2 separate regions of the Gossypium hirsutum genome follow, and region 2 is linked to region 1. The links are chromatin contacts, called in public Hi-C maps. All regions are on one chromosome and are shown on one strand. The core of a region is the stretch at or near the end of the contact, and the rest is flanking DNA. Distances in the headings are between cores, read along the strand shown.

The links. Hi-C and Micro-C count contacts between places; a contact is called where the count stands out from the background.
Region 2: a contact with region 1 is called in a Hi-C map of leaf, with 3 times the contacts expected there. The contact joins the enhancer-like site here to the promoter of LOC121213668 in region 1. A contact is called at or near these places in 7 of 34 Hi-C or Micro-C datasets (anther, fibers, leaf and 1 more).

The regions. Positions count from the first base shown.
Region 1 is chrD01:46,612,122-46,616,665 of Gossypium_hirsutum_v2.1, forward strand. It overlaps LOC121213668, which reads right to left and starts at 2,000. Exons shown (of 2, transcript XM_041086550.1): 1 at 1,020-2,000; 2 at 522-884. The coding sequence starts at 1,251. The coding sequence ends at 703.
Region 2 is chrD01:46,656,245-46,661,071 of Gossypium_hirsutum_v2.1, forward strand. No RefSeq gene overlaps it. Among protein-coding and RNA genes, the nearest start is that of LOC121213669, 32 kb to the left of the region's middle. Within about 2 kb of position 1,412, at least 1 of the 9 cell types and tissues checked has an H3K27ac peak or open chromatin away from gene starts, as enhancers often do. A contact at or near this core is called in leaf, where this site is marked.

The DNA of each region.
Region 1 (4,544 bases), core at 750-3,249:
TTCGCCTCACCGAACATCTAATTATTCAAAAGACCCTTCAGAAAGTGCCACACAACCAGCTCCTCAATAATACACTTTTAATTAAGTGGTTTGATTTTGGGTCTTAAGTTCAATAAAAAGAACCAATTCCTAAGAATAAGCATCCATCAGGCGATAATGTTGAATAGAATTCTTAAATTGGTCATAGTCTGAATGATTCAGTCCATCCATCATGTCCTATATATTTCTAGCCATATCCAATTCCCAAATCAAAATCCTTGAAAGCAACTTGCAATATTAAGGGCAAGTCAGAAGAACATTTCAAGCAATGGATATAAGCTACTGAAAATACATGTTTATGGACAATTCAGAACAACTTTTTGAACACTGGGTGTAAGCCAAACCTTACGTAGAGTATGAGATTAATAGAATCATCCATCAAAAGCCATTCAACAATAGAACGCAACACTTTCAAAGACAGAAATGGAAAATCAAGCACACCATGAATGTTCTCTTCATTCTTATCGCATAAGGCAAAATACTGAAAAACAAGTTCCAATTTATTCCTGCAGGTCTTTTCTCACCTAAATGAGAAATAAGGTGAAAAACATAAGCAACACTCTACCATGGCCATTAATGATAATAGACTAACTTTCAATGCTTTATTTATAAATAAAGCTAACCCAAGAAATATAGGATCATAAAGGGTTGGGAATTATTTAATTAATGGGAGGAAATCTTGAGATTGAGGGATTTATTAAACCATGCCTTCCAATTCCCACTTGCCTTCCTATTAATTGATTCAGCTGCCTTCCCGTCGTCTTTCACTTTCTCAGTCCTTTGCTTCTTGCACAGCATGAAATTCCTTGCCCCTTGTGATCCAATTGTCTCCCATGGACTTAGTGCTGCAATGAAAAAACATACCAAACACCCAAAATCATGAATACTACTAATTTTCCCAAATAAAACACCATTTAACATCAAATAAGCAAATCCTGGAAATTTTTAATCTTTAAAGATTGAAATGAAAACCGACATACCATCTGATCCAGCACTGGGGCAATAAAGGAGGAAATCATTAAGATTGGATCCGAGAACAGGAAGCCGACCCTCACGAGCGTAGGATTTCAAAGCAGTATCAATGACGGCAGCAACGAGCTCTTCCTCGTTAACAACAAAACGGATCGGCCCAGCACTTCCGAGAACAGTGACGCTAATCAAGAGCCTGTTGCCCTTGGGACCCTGGCTCTTCTTCTGCTTGTAAAGCAACATTCTTTCAAAAAAATTTTGTTCAAAATTCAAAATGAAAAAGAATCAAAACCAAAAACAGGCGAATGAATAATTCACCAACAACCGAGAAAAGAGAAACAAGGGTTTGTTTTGTTATTTTGTGGGGCGTATAACAAAAAAAAAACCAAATCTGGGTTATTGGTGGAAAGGAATAGAGGTATTGAGGTGGGGTTGTTTATGGGTCAAGGCCAAGGCAGCGGTAGTACCAGCCTTCTTTGCAAGAACCGAATGCGAAAGCAGAAGCAGCGGAAAGAGGAAGGAGAGTGCTCGCCCTCGATTTGCAAAGGGAGAGCATCAATATACTACAGCTCCAAATTGTTTCCACCATTCACAAAAATACCAAAAGATCAATGGTTTGATTCCAACAAAAAGGGAAAAAGAGCCAGAAAAAAAAGAAGTTCTGGGACGCAGATTTCGACGAAAAAAGGAGAGGAATTTTAGTGGTTGTAGGTAGAAGGTGTGGGAAGCGTTTGGGGGTATTTAATAGAGGAACAAAACAAGGAAAATGATTAGGGTAATTCAGGTTGAGGTGGTATATGAGCCTTATAGAGGGGAGGCAGGAAAAGGGTTTCTTTCTCTCTCTTGCCGTAGGGTTGCACTGTATATATATATAAGGAAGTTGTTATTTCCGTATAGAGTTAGCATTTGGGTATATTTACGCGTTCATCGCTCCTTGCCCACCAAGCCACCTATTCGTTCGCAACCGCCATATTCTCCTCCTCTTTCTTTCTACAACAATAATATTCAATTTGTTTTATTTTTATAAATAAAGTTTCTTTCAAGATTTTTCCATTAAATTAGTCATATATGTCAATTTTTTATTTAGTTTTTTTAGGTAATTTTTCTAATTTAGGGAAACAGGTCGTTCTTTAGAAGAGAAATGGAAAACGTGATCAGTTAAACGCGTTTTCCTATCAGTTATACAAAAAGCTCATCCGTCAACAATTAATTCCAGCGGCTTTTTGAACGTTGGCTTGCAACGGTAAAAAGATTTAAAGGGCTCCAACGGTAATTTTTTTCTACAAATACCATGCAATTTTAATTTTTTTTCTCTCAAATCCAACTCTCTCAATTTTAGCTTGGAAAGATGTTCTACAAATACCATGGCTTTGCAACTCGATTTATCGGTGGATAGGTCAATCATCACGGGGTCAACGATCATTCCCGATAAAGAGAACCTTTGTGAGGCATTTTTGGGAAAGATCCTGAACAAGTTTCAAGGTGGTCGAATATAGATGAAGTGGTTGGAAACCAATTTCAAAGAGCTTCCTCCGAACGCGATCAACGTCATCAAAGAACAATGTGCCCGAGCATTCATCTGAGGTTAATTGGGGGCATTTTAATGCATGATAAATCTTAAATTTTGGTACGCTGGTGGCTACTAAACCTAGCTGACTTCAAAGAATACACACGACTGAGTTAGGGATCAATCGTGTTGGCCACGTTGTACCAAGATTTGTGTCAGGTGACGAAACCGGATAAGATGTCAATCGGTGGTTGCCTACTCCTGCTGCAGTCGTGGGTGTAACACCTTATAACCTAGCCTAGAAGTTTGGACCGAATCTTAGAGGTTACATTGATCATCGAAGTGATCGAAAATAATTTCACAAACGTTTAATCATTTTAAATAAAAAATTCTCAAGATGCATTAAAGCGTTCGGAAACTTAATTCCGTAGTTAAAAAAAACAAATTCAATCTAAAATAGCATTATGCAGAAATCCGCATAAAACCCTTTTTTCGCAGTTCTTAAAATTAATACAAACCAAAACAATCTAACAAGACTTAAAAATTGGGGAAGGAACCAAATGGCTCATTTTAAAACATATCCTTCTAAGACCTCCGGCATGCTGAGTCTAACATTAGAAAACAGAAATGTACCTGGAAGGGGAAACACTAAGGGGTTGAGCTACACGAGCTCAGTGTGAGTTCAAAACGTATCTAACAACGAAATTACAGATCAGAAACTAAATAGTAGTTCGATAACGAAAAGTACTTACAAAGATACACAAAAACAGAAAGCAAACTCGAAACCAATGTCCCAAACAAACGTAACAGTCAAAGCATCCAAATTACACACAGAATACTCAACAGATAAACCCGTTAACGGGTCGATACAAAAATACTAATCATCACAATCCAAAATGTCACTACGCTAACACCTCCATGCACACAAAATCGGTCATAAATGTTAAAACGAACAGGTAGATTATAAACAAGTAGCTCACATCCAGATGCATATGAATGCAACCAAAACACCTCTCCATCCCCGATCACACCCCAAAAGAGCTGTTTAAGCTCATCCAACCAAATACACCATATAGGACCTTGTATATGGACTAAGCCACTCAAATAATAATATGCAGCAAGACTGGCATATATGTAGTACAGTGCAATGCGATAACCCACTGTAAAGACATGTTGCAGCTTAAACTGCCAAATCAGATAATAGTACGCAACAAAGCTGACGTACATACGGTACAGTGTGGTAAACCGTTGTACGAATAAGTTGCAGTAAAACTGCCAGATCAGACCAGAATCAGTCTTCCTTCTCTTCACAACCAACCCTAAAATTACTTTATGCAAGTGTGTGTGTATGCTTACAACCTCACAAAAACAATGAACACGTCGAAAAAGCAGTCAAACAGAAACAGATATACCCACACACCCAGCTAACTAGGTTCAGAGTCAGACATCTCATACAACAGTCACAAATAACACATACGCCGAAGCCCAGATCAGAGTCTTCACTACCTTCACTAATGCCTAGCCAAGAGTCAAAACAAACAAACACATTTTTAGATAAAAAGCGTACACCTACTAAATTTGGTGACCTAAGACCACACGGCCGTGTGGCTGAGGCACACGCCCGTGTAAGCCAGGGACATGGCCATGTGAATAGGTCGTGTAACTCTCTATCCATTTGTACTAAAATAGAGTATAGGGCAGACACAATCGTGTGAGGGTTTCACACGCCAGTGTGCCCACCAGACACGGTCGTATGTCCAAAATACACGCTTGTGTAGGATCCCTAAATCCTCAAATTGGCCACACGGTCGTGTGGCACCAAAAACTAAATCCCTAATCCCCAAACACACACGCCCGTGTGCCTAGGGGCACGGCCATGTGAATATCAACTACAATCTCCAAATCAGCCATAGTGCCGTATAGCCAGTTCGTCTGGCACCAAATTTTGCTCAGAAACCCTTATTCTTAATTGTACACGACAGCCGAGTGAACTGCTCGTGTGGGGGCACACGTCCGTCTGGCCACCCGT
Region 2 (4,827 bases), core at 162-2,661, 44 kb after region 1:
ATTTCGGGTTTTGGGCTCTATAAGCCTATTTGTAAAAAAAATGGACTACTTGTTTATTTGGGGCCCTTTATTATTTGTACCCGGGCAAAATCTGTTATTACACCTATCATCTCCGGATGTATATATAGATCGGGACCCGAGACAGGGTTGTTATATGAACTCCTAACATAATTTAGATTTTTGGGCATCTGCGATGCCCCTCCACAGTCTAACTAATCTGTCCATCCGACATTAAGATCAAAGTTAAACTCGCAATGTTGACTTATTAGACTAACATTCTCAACGGGCTCTAAGTCGGTTAACTCAACAAATAACTCAACTAGTTGGGGGTTCTCATTCTCAGCCGACCACCATATTTTCATCATAGTGCCTAAGTATTTATCATCTAACAGTTGTATCTCACAAAATTCCAATGGATCAGTAGAGATTGGAAACTTGTAAAATAATCTGGACATTGCCCTTCCACACAACGGATAGCTATTTTCTCACTAATCTTTCTTTTCATTTCTTCTAGCTTCACAGTTTTATTGAATCGCAACTCTACTCTCTATCGAACTTGAAATACACAACCAACATCACATTTTACAATTTCACCATAAAAAAGAACGTACACCAAAAATACTGAGTTATTCTTCTTCACCACAATTTTCTGAGCTCTCCAACTAAACACAACAATTTCTCTCTTTTCTTCTTTTCCAATTCAATTGTTACAAGAATGTCAACAAGATCTATATATGTTGCACCACCAAGGTGATTATGCCAAAGAGAATGACTCCACCAAAATAAAAAAATTCATTTTTATGGAAGGTGGTGACGCCATTCTCAGTAGCACCACTTGATGTAATAATTTTTCTAAAAAACTAAATAAAAAATAAAAAAATTTTGACACTGGTGGCGCTAGAATGGCTCCACCAAATAAAATATCATTTTTAAATTTAAATTAATTTAAAAAAAGGTGACAGAATACATTGATGGCGCCATTCTATATGACTCCACCAAATAAATAATATTTTTTTAAATTTAAAAACTAAAATAAATAACCCTGACATAATAAAGTGGTGGCGCCATTTTACATGACTCAACCACCATTATTTATTTTTTAGCCCTCTAATTATTGAGAAATAATAGTATTTACTTAGTATTTACAGGTGATGCCATTCTCTATGATTTCACCAAAAAAATTGATTTTTATATTGTAATGACTGACGTGGTATGTTAGTAACGCCAATCTCTTTCACTATACAAAATTTTACTATTTATTTTAGATTCTTTAAGTACATAATAAAAAAGTAATTTTTTTTCAATTATTCAAAATTTTAGGAAATTTTTATATAAGAATTGAAGTAGGTGATTAAGGGGACCACGTCCGTATAACAATGTCAAATTAGGGATATGAGACTTAAATTGAAGACTTGATATTGGTAGATTGAGCAGTGTAAGAGCCCAGCTGTCATGTACTCCCACAACTTTTTGGATATTCTTTTTTATTACTTTTTCTTCTTAATTAAAATATGACAGTTTAATTTTTTTTAGATTAATTAATTTAAACTTTGACTTCAATGACTTTAAAATTTTAATTAACTTTTTTGTATTTAGATATAAATAAATTAAATTACATTTACAAAATAAATTTTAAAAATTTAACTATAACACAATTGGTTTGTGATAACGATTTATAAACTTGAAATTTATATATATGTATATATATATTTAAAAAATATTAGCTTCTTCTACAAGTTGAATCAAATCAAAATAATTTTCTATTTCTCGTATTTCAAGCTATCTTTATGTGAAGATATTGGATATAAATGGTAAGCTTTAGCTATTTTTAGTTTTATTGGAGCTAAATGGTTAGTTTTATTTTTTTATTAGTTTTTAAAATTATATTTACAAAGTTTTGGAAAACTCAATTTCTTTTTTCCAAACTTCAGCAATGATCTAATAAAATAATAATAATGTTTGGTATCTTCTATGCTAACGTTTTCCACGCGAATTACCAACTTTGCTTGCATGAACCCGGCCTTGCTGTATTCACCAATTAAATGTTATTATTCGATTTGACACCTAAAAGTTAACAGTCTTAAAAAAAAAATTGACATGATACATGTACTGACGATGTGGCATGTGCGACCAGCATTCATTAGTGTTTACCAGATAACAAATATTGAAAAATCATTTAAAATTTCTAAAAATATTAAAAAATTGTAAAAAAGTATTTTAAAATTTATAAAAAATTTGTAAAAATTATTTTAAATATTAAAAAGTTGTAAAAATGATAACTATTGTCATTTTTTAAATGTAAAAACTATTTTAAAAAAAACTAAAAATGTTAAAACTATTAAAAATGGTAAAATGATTAAAAAAGTGTTTTCAAGTTAAAAATGGATTATTTTAACAAAAAAACAAAATGCTAGTAGTGGATTGAAAGAGAAGGTGATGATTCTCTTTTCAATCGCTTCATTTTCGAAACAAGAAAGGCTAGGGAGAAGAAGAGAAACGCACGGAAGGGGTTTGCTAGGGTTTAAACTTAATTTGGTTTGTGTAATTTTATCTGTTCTTTTTTTTTGTAATTCTTATATTTTCGGAATCTCAATTTTATGAGTTAATCAGCCCATGTTCTATTTTTTGGTACTGTTTAAGATTTTAGATGTTATCATTGTTGAGTAGTTAAAGCTTTAGGGATTAATTTGATAGATTTTTAGGTTAAAAGTGAAAAAGGACTAAATTGTGAAGTTAATTGTTGATTTTGAGCAATAGGGATCAAATTGTGAGAAATTCAAAATTTAGGGGTAGAATTGAGAAAATGGAGTTAGATTTGGCTTACAGTGAAATTGGTATAAAAATTTAGGGTTAAATATAGAAGTTAGGCTAGTCTCGATTTAGGGACTAAATTAAATTTTATGCAAAAGTAGTATGAACTTTATAATTGAATGTGAATTGGGTTGTGTATTGTTAATTTATTTTAATTGTTTCCTTCCGTAGCTAAGTTCGTCTCGAAATCCTCGAAAAAGAAAGGAAAAGACAAGGTCGACGACGAATTGCTCAGAACCTATGGTGTATGTTTCTATAATCCGAGCTATTTTAATTGTTGCATTGAACATTGCATTATATGGTGAGTTATAAGGTAAGCTACAAAGTTGAATTAGTGTGATATGTATTGAAATGGTTGAATTGGTTACTTGTACTTGCGATTGTATTGAGTATTATTGAAAACTGAAATTGATTATATTATGGAAAGAAAATATGTTGGTATGAGCATATATACATATGATTGAATTATTTGGATTGATGAAACTGTATTATGAAATTAATGAATTGATTTATGAATTGAACCCCTAATTATGTTACCCTATTAACTATTCGGGCAAGGTCGAGTATAATTAGTATGCCATAGGATAGGAAGAGTTCAGGGTTTTATGACTACGTGTTGTGAAGTGCTGGGCACCCCATTTAATGGTTATACCTACTAGTGCTGGGCACATCTATTGTTGGTTTTACTGACCAACACAGGGTGTAATTTGTTTCTACGGATTATTCCGTTAGGCACTAGGTTCCAAACTTTGGTGTGTTGGTTGGATCCACGTATTCGAGTCTGAGTCTTAGTCCGAGTCCGATTCATGTTAATAGCGGGAAATAAAAAGAAAGTGATGAAATTGGAAATGGCAATGGATATAAAGATGGATGTGAATTTTGGATAATTTATAATGAATGTATAAAATGGAAATGTGATGATTCTTGAAATTGCTAATGTTTGAATTGAATAATGAGTTACAAAAGATGAATGAAGTAATATATGTTTCCTTTCATTACTTGAATTGCATTTTTCGTTATGTAATTGAATATTTTGTACCATGTTTAATTACTCAGATTATGGAAGCACCACTGAGTTATACTCAGCGTATGTTTGTTTTCTTGTGCGCAAGTTAGGTACTTAGTAGATCTATCATTGACTCAACATCCGACAACGATCTCGAACTCAAATGTTGGTGAATGGTCCTTTTTATTGGTTTTGACATGTACCTAGGTGTTAATATGTTGGTTTTGGTCATTTTGAATAATGGTGGCCTTTTGGGGTGTATAAATATGTATATGTGTGATGGAAATGATTAATTTGTTAATAGCTTGGAAATGTTTTACTTTGAGTTAATTGCTTAATGTTGTCATGAATGGGTTGGTTACATAAGTGGCTTTATGCTTGATGATTGTTTGGAATTAGCTAATAATTGATATGCCTAGTGGTGTTAGTATGGAATTGGTAGAGGTCAAATTATAATTATGCTTTCTTTATTAGCCTTGGAAGTCTTGTTACCTAAGTTGTAATGTTAGAATGGTCATGAAATAGGAAATGGTTAAAAAACTTAATGTGCTCAAGACTAGTATGTTTGATCAATTTCATTTTGAGATGTTTTGAATTATTGAAATGTCGTGCCAGTGAGGGCACATTGGTTAGGCACGTAGGTTGAATGCTTTGACATGATTTAGGCTTGTTAAAATGTGTTTTGAAGGCTGGAAAACTTGTGATGTTGGTTTGGTTTGGTACCCAGGTAAATGGTTGTGTTTTGACTTGTTTTAGAAGCTATTTAAGGTGCACATGGCCTGGGACACGGGCTGCCACATGGCCTATCCACACGATCGTGTGTCTTATTATTTTGAGGTGTAGGTCTCACACGGTCTAGCACACGGCCTGTGACATGGTCGTGTGTTCTAAAATAGTTTATCACACGGCCTGTGACACAACATCGAATTGAACACGGTCTAACACACGGCCTGCGACACGACCGTGTGTGAAAATTTTGATTGTTACATGGTTTAACACAAGCCCTGCAA